3 separate regions of the Gossypium hirsutum genome follow, and all the other regions are linked to region 1. A link is a contact called in public Hi-C data. All regions are on one chromosome and are shown on one strand. Each heading gives the region's core, a stretch centred on a gene start, on an enhancer-like site or on the middle of the called end of the contact. The rest is flanking DNA. Distances are from core to core; before and after follow the strand shown. Region 1 holds the start of LOC107914766 (probable UDP-N-acetylglucosamine--peptide N-acetylglucosaminyltransferase SEC). Region 2 holds the start of LOC107914757 (protein TIC 22-like, chloroplastic). Region 3 holds the start of LOC107915427 (pentatricopeptide repeat-containing protein At1g63080, mitochondrial).

Region 1 (3,803 bases), core at 198-2,697:
AACAATTGGATCTAAATTTTGAAATTTAAAAAGTAAAGAGACTAAATTCCTAAAAATAAAAGTGCAAATATTATATTTTAAATTTGTGAAGAATAAAAAAAATTATGTGATATCTTAACTAATTATAATATAATACAAGCTTGTATTATTCATTGGCCAAAAATTTCCATTAGTGAAATTTATCCATCGATCATGTATAAAATATTTTCTTTTATATTTAAAATGGAAAATATTCTAATTATATCATCAAACTATCGATGTTATATCAATTTGGTCCTTTAATTGTTGAAACCATTAATCTAAGTAAAATGTTGCTAAGTAAGTTTTAAGGAAAAGTAAAATGTTGCTAAGTAACTTCTAATAAAAAAAGAGTAGACAATAATTTTTGTAAAAGTTTCAAAAACCAAGATTTTTACTACATACATTTTTATAATATTCATTTTTCTTTAAAATTTTCATTTTAAGTTAAATCACATAAGATTTAAGGTCTCATTTGACAGTTAAATTAATGATTTTAGTAATGAAAGGACCTTATCGATATAACACCATTAGTTTGAAGATATAATTAAAAAATTTTAAAATTTGAGAATCAATTTAAAATATAGATCATAGCTTGAGGAAGTTTGGTCAAAATAAAAAATAAAAACTATTATATGCATCGGATCCAGTCCGGCCCGTTAGACACGTCTCTAATGGACTGACTTTTCCCGACTGATTTAGGGTCAATTCTTCATTGCTTTTGAAAAGTGCTTTTGAAAAGTGCTTTTGAAAAGTACTTTTGAAAAGTTTGGTTTAAAATTTGGGTGTTCAGCATTACTGTCAAAAAGTACTTTTGAGAAATAAAATGTCCATTTTAGACATGTTATTATCAAGTAACAAATATGCATTTAAATAATATTTAAATTAGTTAATATTATTATATTTTAGTAATAATATAAAAATTTATTATAACTTGTTAATATTTTAATATATGAAATATAAATTGTAAATATTTTTAAGCAATAAATATTAATTATTTATAAAATTTAATTAGAATATATAAACTATATTTTAAATATTTAAATATTTGTAATTAGTATTTTAAAAATATTTTTTTTATTTTTAATTAATGATTTTAACACAATTGTAATTAAGCACCAAAAAAATATTATGTTCTTAGAAGGGTGAAAAAGTAATTAAGCACCAAAAATACTTTTAAGAGAAAAAAAGTTAAAATTTTTAACTTCTATTTTTCAGCTCATTTTCAAAAATTAAAAATTTCAACTAAAAATAACTTGTTTTTATAAAAGTTAAAAATATTTTTTTTAAGCAACTGACCTTTACTCAACTTCATAGTCTGTGGACACGTTAACTTTTACCTTCCAAAACTGGACCTAGAAATCCCCTACGACCCTTACTATTCCTATGCTACATGGAATCTCTTCTCGAAACTACTAAATACCTCTTTTAAGTATATGAACAGTGTGCAACGTGGTGAATAACCATTGCATAGTAGTGGAACTATAAGCTCAGAGAGTTCACACGTCACAATTACCGATTCAATGTTAATATTTCTGGTTCTTAGTACGAAAGTTTGTATATGAGAGGTTGAGAGACATCATAATCGGAAAAGCGGGGTTTTCTCTCAATATTAGAATTTAGAATTTTCTCGAGAAAAAATTAATTCAAATTCCTTTTACTTCTCTATTTTCCTAGAAAGTTTTCTTCGTGATCCAAGCGGGAAAAAGAGAAATGCTCTCCTTGCAGAGCGATCCTCGGCTGCAACAGTATCACCATAACCAACTGTTTCAACAACAACAGCAACAGGTTCAATTGTTTCTGTATAACAATGACTCATCGAGTCTGAACTCGGATTTTGGTGGCGCCGTTGCTGCTCCTGCTCCTGCTTCTTCCTCTTCTTCTGCTGCTGCTGCTGCTTTGTCTAATGTTAAGCTCTCTGATCCAAATGAAGGTTCGTTTATTTTTGGCCTTTAGCAAATTTTCCATGCTTTCAAAATTTTCACTTCTAGGGTTTTGCAAAATGTCTTGTATGTAGATGCATGGAATAAACTATACTGCTATATTTGCATGTAATTGTGCTTTTATGTTTCGCTTTACTAAAATTTTCTCTTAAAAGAAGCTTAGCTTACGGATTTCAAGTGGATGCTTGAGTTTGGGCGATTATTTTTACTTAGCTTTAATATTTCTTTCTTGATTACTTTTGCTATTTGCCTTTTACTTCGGATAGGAAACAAACAAGTTTATTTGAAGATAAAAAGAACATTAGTAATACTTTCTTTTCTAACTTCAAAATTTTAGATTTATTCGGTACGATTATATAAATATTGATTATACGTAATGTATTAGCCATTTGCTCTTTTTTAATCAGATGTTAATTTTCTTCAACTCTTAGTAATTTTTTGAAACTTTTGAGAAAGCAAAAGGCTAGTAATAAATGCAATAACTCGGCGAGTCTTAATTAGTCGGCTTTTGATTGAAAGCTATTTTTATTCTAAGATCTGTGAACAGTCTCAATCATTTCATATTTATGGGTGAAGATGTTTGCTTTTGTTTAAGCTCTTTTATAGCAACGGTTACAGAGTCCTCCTATGGTTGGTATGATCTTTTGAAATTATAAATTTGTTAGTCCTGATCTTGGGATTTCATCCTGAGTTAACCATTGTTAGGTTGAGCCTTCACTTTTCTTATAATTAATCAAGGAACTCTTGTGTTAAAAAGTGGCATTTTTTAGGTTAGATGGTGCACATCTTGTTATTCACTTTTAATTGATGGGAAATTTTCTATCTAGAAGTAACTTTTAGATTTGGAAATGTCATATGACTAACTTATGTTGTGCAAGAACTAGATGTGTAACACATAATAGCAATTAACAGATGAAAAATTGAACACCAATATGACGCCAGACTTGGGAGTTAGGGCACTTTTCAGTTCATAAATTTAAGGACTGCTTCTTTTAATGACAAAAATCACTTCCATAATCATACCTACTTTGGCTTGAACTACTTCAAACTTTTGGAAATTTTGACCCGTAGAATTTTTAGTTGTTAAAGATGCATTTATATCAGGATGTGATTATGGTAGCCGAGGAACTCTGGGGCTTTTGGTTGATTATAGTGGTTGGAGGTTTTGTCCCTTATAAGGTAGCTCTTCTGCTTGGTAAGATAGCTCATGCTGGACTGAATTTTAGAATTCTGTATATCATCCTTTTTGTCCCTATTTTTATACTTGCTTTAGCATTAAAAAAATCCAATAATTAACCATTGGGGTTGGGAGTGTAAAACCGCACATTGCCCTTTGACAATGTTGGATTTTGCCCGAGGGTGTGGCAATTACAATATTCATGTCTATTTGGAAGAACCTTCTAACATATCATATTTGTTTGTCTTTTCTTTTCTCTTTACCTTTCCTTTTTGGGTGAAGTTTAGTTGACATGGTGAGGACTTAAAATTTGTCAATGCTGAAGGGCATCTACGTGTATGTGTTTCAGTTGATGACAACACACTCATGGCACTTGCTCATCAAAACTACAAGGCTGGGAACTACAAGCAAGCTTTAGAACACAGCAGTGTAGTCTATGAGAGGAACCCATGTCGTACTGATAACCTTCTTCTCCTGGGTGCAATTCATTATCAGGTTGTTTCATAGGTTTTGATTGATTCCTGTCATGTATGGGTTTTGTTCATAAGATTTATTGCCTTGACTGGTCATGCTGTTGTTTGTTGCCAGTCATTTGTTTATCTCTTGACTTCTCACCCTACTCCTTTCAGGAAAAAAGAAAAAATGAATAGAACCTACACTCTTGT
Region 2 (3,855 bases), core at 752-3,251, 280 kb before region 1:
TTTTCTACTTTTTTTTCCCTCTTTCTTGGTCTGGTTTTCCAGTTTTTTTGTCCAATTCTCTCCAGGTTGATAAATATCCGGTTATGTATGAGATGATAAACCGCTGGATCTGCTGGTTCCCAGTTGAACTGGCCAGTCTGGTCCGATTTTTACATCATAGTGTAGAACCTTAACAAGTTTTGAAATAATCACATAGGTAAAGGATTTTAGTTTTTAAGTGATTCACCAGCTTTCTTAGCACGTTTCTTAAGAAGAGGGAAAAAAATACTGGTGCTATAAGAAACTGACACTTCAGCTACTTATAACTACTTATAAGTGCTTCATTCAGTTAGTCGTAGAATATCAAACAGGTAAATAACTTTTCTATAAATTAATTGAACCCCAATAAAAAAAGCAATTGTCATTTGGCTCTGCTAATTTAACAGTAAAATCACACCCAACAATTACAACAATCCCATAGGAGAAGTATATTGAAAGTTATAACCAGACAATCTAATAGTGGAGAAGATAAGACTCCAAGTATGACATTTCTCTTCACAGGAAATGAGAGCATACAAACTAGTTTCACACAAAAGGAATAAATAAGATAATCACTTTTGAATATACTGTGTGGCTCAAGTCCTCATGTCAGACATTTTCCTTTGTCAGGATTATTAAAACATATCATATCTTTTGCATGAAAGAAAGAACAATAAAAAGTTATAGGATTCCTACATCAATCTTGAAACTTATAAGAACCCAAGATAGAGAGCATAAAATTCATTCTATCCATATAACACAAAGAATCACAGACAAATCAGCTCATTGTATAACAAACTACTCACTCTAAGTGCATTCTTGATCTGAGTGGACTCTGGTACCAGCCTAAGTGCCACATTAGCAACCTGCAGCTGGACAACCTGCAAAACCCCCATATCCTAGCATGACTCCTCCAACATTTATCTCATTCATATAAACCAAACAAACAATTAATTACACAATGAAAAAAAAAACCAAATTAATTAAGTTTTAAAGGCACGGTAAGTTAACAATCTAATAACAGGCTCGATTTCGTCTTTTGCTTTTGCGGCTTACTATTTCCTTGCTCAAAATGTTGCTAAAAAGAAATATCAGAAAGTAAAAAGCTCAATCCTATGTCACTACAAGAACAAACAGCTGAAGCGTAAAACATTTTCAAATCTGTTATTTTATCTTTTATATCTAAGAAAATGGCAAACATAAGTGGGAAACAGACATTAGCCTCTTAATGGACTCCATAGTCCATAAAACTTTGTACATTTTCTACACAAATTCAATCTATCAAACGCATTTTGAAAAATCCAAATAAAAAGAAAAAAGGAAAGAGAATAACCTTGTTGAGAGCAACAGCAACCACTTTAGAACCTCCTTTTCGCATGCCAGGATCCATACTCTTCATCTGTTCCAAAAGAGCCTCAGCGTCCTCCTTCTTGAAACACAACAACCCAAGTGATTTTTTCGTCGAAACACCCGAAACCAACACGAATTCCTCCTCTGAGTTACTCAAGGCATAGACCGGAACCCCAGCCAATCTCTCTTCTAATTTCTCAGCCGGCATGGCAGCACCGTTTTTTTTACTCAAAGCAATCTGGGTCTTGCTAGAATCAGCAATTCGAGCAAAAACCGGACCTTTTGGAGAAAAAGAAGGCGGATTAAAGTGAGAAAAGGTGGAGTTAAAAGCGTCCATCAACTGATTGTGAGTTTGTCGGAAGAGAGAAGAGCAGTGGGTATGGATGTTCGAGAAGGCTTGCTGGAGGTCTTGGAGAGGAGGGGTTTGTTTGAATGGCGAGAAAATTTTGGGGGTTTTGGAGTTGCTAGGGGAGTTCATCTTTCTTTCCTTTTTGGTTCTCGGGAAAATTTAGGATAATATCGGAGAAAACAGTGAGCTGTTGTAGTTGGAATCTGTTTCGGGGATTAGAAGGGAGCGACCGAAAGGAGGGAAATAGAAAAGACATTCATTTGCCGGCGACAAGCGAGAATTTAGAAATATGGGCCGGACGGGTGGGTTGGGCCTTTAAACAAAATTATTTAACCCTCGAGTTAGATTGGAACGACCCAAATTAATATCTATTAATAATAAACTCTTCAACACCTTGAATCACTATTTAACTCATGATTAATCGGGTCGGATCAGTTAGTCGGATGGAGTGGGTATTACGACTGATTTTTCATGTTTGGGGCCCAAAGCAAGGGAAAAGTCGAATCTTAAACCGACTCAAACTCAGCCCAAATACCAAAAGATTAATGAAAAATTATGGAAACATAAAATGAGCACTAAACCCTGAGGACACAACCAACTTATGGGCCAAGCCTGCTTATTCTCTAAAAATTTTTAAATAGAAATTAGAGATAGCTGTCCTGTTATCAAGGAAAGTTGGTTATATTTGGTTCCCACAACTCAAATCTATTCATCTAATTCTAATTTTAAAACTCATAGTATAGAAAAAATTTGATTTACTTTTTCTTCAATTATAACAATATTATCCTTTTCAATAATATATTGCTATTTTTTGAATCATGGTCATTGGAAAAATTTAAAAAAAAAAGAGTTACTTTTGAGACAAATTTACTATTTTTTCATAATTATAAAAATCAAAATTTAAATTTATTTTAAATACAAACCAAATGTTTAAAACTTATTTTAAATTTAACCATATATTATTTTGAGATAACTGCGTTATTATTTTTAAATAAACTAATGATATTTTAAAATAAATAAATTAAATTACATATTTGTCAATAATGAAATAACTTTTTAATAATAAATGCTATTGAAAATGTTAAAATTAATAAATTTTTATTTCATTTTGAAAAATATCATCACATTCCAAGTAAAATATTTAGTTAATTAAACGTATTGTTTTAGTCATTTTAAGATGATAATGGACTGTAAGGATTCTTCACACCCCGAGGATGATGGAAGGCTTGCAAGACATAGGGTAATTTATACTTCAAGATGCTCTTCCATGCTTCATTCATAGCAGGGGCGTGAAGAGTTTAAAAAAAATTTAGTTCTTTTTAACCTTTGATTAAATGGAAAAACCATAATTTTAGCTCCTTTTGAAAATTTCAATACAAAAATTTTATCTTTATCCTCCTCTCCAAATTTTATAATATTACCTCAGTCTCTTTAAACAAAATTTTTAACTTCACTCCTGAGTTTAAGAAAATATTTAAAAAGTGTATGAGTAAGAAGTGAACTCATACCTCAAACCAGTATACACGATACTTTTACACTGAAGGAATCATGGGAGCTTGGCTTGTGTGATAATGCATAAAGGTTTGAGGCTTAGCCGTTCAGTACTTGGGACTAGTTGAGGTCATTGTCCTTATTGGCAAGGTTGCCCTACAATTCACTGATCTTTGGCAGGTATTGTAGTTGATTCCAGAGAAGTGCTTGCTAGCCGCCCATTGTATGACAACTATATCAATTATGGAGATTCTTTTCTCTTAGGCTAGGTAATATATTTTGGCTTGGGGCTATTCCTTTAGGCTTAATATATCTGATTTTATAGACTTTACTTGTCATTACTCATTTTTACTAAATATTATAATCTTACATTTTTAATAATCCACAATTACATTTCATAAAACTTTTAATATAAAAAATTTTAAATATCACTCAAATATAAAGTTGATCTAGAACCATCTTTCTCCTCTCTTATAAAAAAAATACAAGAGACTAAAAAAAAAACATAATCAAATTTAAGGGTGATATCAGTTCAGTTCGATCAATTTTTTTAGATTTTTTAAACTGTCTATCATAATTCGATTCAACTTGATTTGGATCTCATTTTTTTATATTAATTTTTAAAAATAATTTTAGACTTATTTTAA
Region 3 (3,695 bases), core at 859-3,358, 360 kb before region 1:
TTATCAATACAATTGGCTATGAACAAATTGATTCAGATTTCCAAGTGACGATCTTTATACTATCTAAGAGAACATTTCAGATCAAGATTGATTTATCAGATCGTAAGATCAGCTCTAAAAATAAAGTGGCGGTGCATATATCTGCAGAAAAGCCCTTACGGACCATTTCCTTAAGAACTTCTGTTGCCTTCGAAGTATAGTTGTTTTGAAGAAACCCCTGGATCATTACATTATAACAGCAGCTATCAAGCAAACGATTATTATCTCCCATGCTCCTAAACAACTGGTATGCTTCATCCTGCAATCCCTCTTTACAAAATCCATTAATCATTATAGAATATGTGTAAACATCAGGCTTTAAACCATTGAGTGAGATTTTATGAAATAATTCCTTTCCAACTTCAATATGCCCAGCTTTGCACAAGCCATCAATTAGGATATTATAACAGACAATATCGAGTTCCAACTTGCTGTTCCGCATTGCTTGAAAAAGTTCCAAAGCCTTTTCGAGTTTATCACTTTTGCATAAACCATTCAACAAAATTGAACAGGTCATTACATTTGGAACTTGTCCAAAAGCAATCATCTTCCTCAAAAGTTCACATGCAGATGAAACTCTCCCTAGTTGACACATACCTTGCATAAGAGTGTTGTATGTGACAGTATCCGCAATTGGTCCTTTTTGGGATATTTCGTGAAAGAGTTCCATTGCTTCGTCTATCCTTTTAGCTTTGCAATATCCATTGATCATGATGTTGTAACTAGATATATCAGGTGCACAACCCTTCTTAATCATCGACCGAAATACTTTTCTAGCTTTATCCATCCTGTTTTGCAAGCAATGACCGTTTATTAATGCACCATAGGTAACAACATTAGGCTCAATGCTATGCTTTATCATTGTGTCAACAATATCTTCAGCTTTAGAAACCTTCCCTTCCTTGCAATGCGCATCAACCAATATATTATATGTGACTAAATTAGGCTCAATGCCTTGCTTCTTCATTGTATCAACGGTATCTGGTGCTTCAAAAATCTTTCCATCCTTGCAGTGTGCATCAATCAATATATTATACGTGAAAATATTAAGTGAAATATTATTATCCACCATTTCATTCAGAAGCCTTGTTGCCTCCTCCTGCTGTCCCAAATCATACATTGCATGAATTAAGCAACTGTAAGTAACGATATCTGGTCTAATGCCTTTAACCTTCACTTGGGAGAAGAGATGGAGAGCCTCATTTAGTGATCCCTTCTTACAAAGTGAGTCAATGACAGTGTTATATGCTACGATATTGGGTTCAGAACCTCTATCTTCCATCATCCTTAGAAACCTAACAGCTCGATCGGTATTCCCAGTCTTAGACAAACCATTAAGTATTGTACTGTAAACAATTAAATTAGGTTGATACCCTTTGTCAACCATTTCATCAAACAAACTCGTAGCATGGGAAATCTTACCTTGCTTACAAAGTCCATTAATCAAAGTGGACAAAGTTACAACATGAGGCTCAACACCTAACTTCAGCATTTTCCCCAAAACAGAAAACCCAAAATCAATATGGCCTAATTGACAATAGCAGTTAACCAAGATGTTAAAAGAATAAACATCATGGGGAACACCTAATAATTCAATCTGGCTATACATCGACACAACAATGGCATAATGTTTCATTCTAACAATGGTTCCTAATAATTTGTTGAATTCCACAACCGAGGGCCTTGGGTACTTGTCAATCATCTCATTAAACAAAATCAAAGCATCATCAACATTATCGAAGTTTTTTGGGTTTCCCCTTACAGACATGGAATTCTTAGTGAAATGTTGGATGTGGGTAGCAATGGTTTTAGAAGAAGAAGAAGAAATAGAAGAGCGGAAAATAGAAAGATGTTTTCCAGCACTAACAATAGAAGGAAGAAGTAATGGAGGATTAAGCTTACCCAAGTCTTGAAATTAAGCAAAATGGAAAAGAAAGAGAGCTGAGGTTGAGCGGCGGAAGAATGTATGTTTGGTAGTCAAATTTAGAACTCTGGGGCGGGAACGGGTCGGATAGAACTCGGTCTGACGATGGTGAAATGAAAGGGTTTCAACTATGCAGCATGTTGGCTTTTTTAAAATGGTTGATTTTCAAATTTCACAAGGGTCAAATTAAGCTAAAATATGTATAAAGATTAAATTGAAAAAAATTATAAATATTAAGGATTAAATTTAATATTATGTGAATTAATTATGAAAAGAATTTTCCTCCAATGGCTTCTAAATAGAGATTTAATAAAATTGACTTTAATAAAACATCATTAAACAAATTTACAAAATTGTATATTTAATCTTAATCTTAATTTTGGTCAAATTTTATTATTTGATCAAAGTTGTAGATTTTGTCTTTGTATCTTAATTTGTTTAATTTTAATCCTACACTTTTTGAATACTAATATTTCATTATTTACCCTAAAAATAATTATTAAATTCATTAAGTTAAATAATGATATTTTAAAATTTTTATGTAATACCTTATCATATTGCTATTTTCATAAAGTTACTTACAAAGAATCCATATCATTTTAAAATTTTAAAAATTTAAAAATATAATGACTGATTAAATCCGTTAATTAGGAATAATATCGAATTAATAGCAGAATTTGTCCGATTTAAGCCAACAGTATAAGGACCTTGAATCTTTTACTATACATTCAAACAAAAGAAAATCCCCCACGGGCATCCCTGTCTAAATTATCCAAAGTTTCTTCTGCTGTGAAATCTAACATACACCTTCCACTCCCTATGCATTAGCATAGTAATTCTCCTGACCAGAGCAAACGAGCTCAGATTAGCCTCTTCGCAGTTCAGCAGCACAAACCGGTTTCATAATTTCATTATCTATACTACTTGACACCTAAGTTCATCCAATATAAACAGGGTTCCGAGCATATAAATCACATACAACAAAACCAGGAGGAATGAAATTAACATCATCCCAATTCCACATACAACAATACTGAAAATTTTAACTGTCAAACTTTACAGAACATATCACAAATAGGAATCCAGTTCACAGCTTTAAAGAAAGATTAGTGTCCGCTATACTGGATGCGGCTGAGGGAGACTTTGGCATAACACCACAATTAACCTCCTCCACGGACTTTGGCAGAAAATGAGCTTAACCTGGAAAGCAAAATCTGCTTAGGTGTAGCACCAAATATGTTAATGCTAACTATTTTCTCAAAAACACACTAGAAATTACAAGTAATGTTTTCTAATATATTCCTAAACCATGCAGCCAAATAATAAGCATTTTAAGGAATGAGAGAATCAAGCAGCCACCTACTGGGGTTGTTGGTCAAGACCATCCAATGGCTTCAAATTTTGTGTTCAAGTGTTGAGGATTTTCCCGCAATATTCTCATTGGTGCAGACTACGGGCTCCAATTGGCAGGAAACAGCCATCCCAATGAAGAAAGGTGGATGTTCCGATTACAGATACAGACAAGATAGAGTTTCCAATATTTTTCACTCAAATTTTAGCTTTTCAAAATTTCTTTCAGCAAGATTCTCACTTACTTGAGAGGTCTGAGAAGAAAACATGCGGAAAAAGATCACTGGTGCAAAAACATTGCGTATAACATTTATTTCTTTCATCCTTAATGTTTTAAGTACATCTACTAAATTGAAAATAGACCTTAACAATCAATGGAGTT

Evidence for each region. Hi-C and Micro-C count contacts between places; a contact is called where the count stands out from the background.
Region 2: a Hi-C map of leaf shows a contact between it and region 1, with 2.2 times the contacts expected there. The contact joins the promoter of LOC107914757 here to the promoter of LOC107914766 in region 1. A contact is called at or near these places in 7 of 34 Hi-C or Micro-C datasets (callus and leaf).
Region 3: a contact with region 1 is called in a Hi-C map of leaf, with 1.5 times the contacts expected there. The contact joins the promoter of LOC107915427 here to the promoter of LOC107914766 in region 1. A contact is called at or near these places in 2 of 34 Hi-C or Micro-C datasets (both in leaf).

Annotation. Positions count from the first base shown.
Region 1 is chrD10:25,795,029-25,798,831 of Gossypium_hirsutum_v2.1, reverse strand. LOC107914766 (probable UDP-N-acetylglucosamine--peptide N-acetylglucosaminyltransferase SEC) reads left to right here and starts at 1,447. Exons shown (of 28, transcript XM_016843787.2): 1 at 1,447-1,951; 2 at 3,488-3,633. The coding sequence starts at 1,732.
Region 2 is chrD10:26,075,123-26,078,977 of Gossypium_hirsutum_v2.1, reverse strand. LOC107914757 (protein TIC 22-like, chloroplastic) reads right to left here and starts at 2,001. Exons shown (of 8, transcript XM_016843779.2): 1 at 1,352-2,001; 2 at 825-899. The coding sequence starts at 1,846.
Region 3 is chrD10:26,155,506-26,159,200 of Gossypium_hirsutum_v2.1, reverse strand. LOC107915427 (pentatricopeptide repeat-containing protein At1g63080, mitochondrial) reads right to left here and starts at 2,108. Exons shown (of 4, transcript XM_041102279.1): 1 at 1-2,108. The coding sequence starts at 1,807. The coding sequence ends at 77. LOC121222200 (pentatricopeptide repeat-containing protein At1g62930, chloroplastic) reads right to left here. Exons shown (of 1, transcript XM_041102278.1): 1 at 2,691-3,695.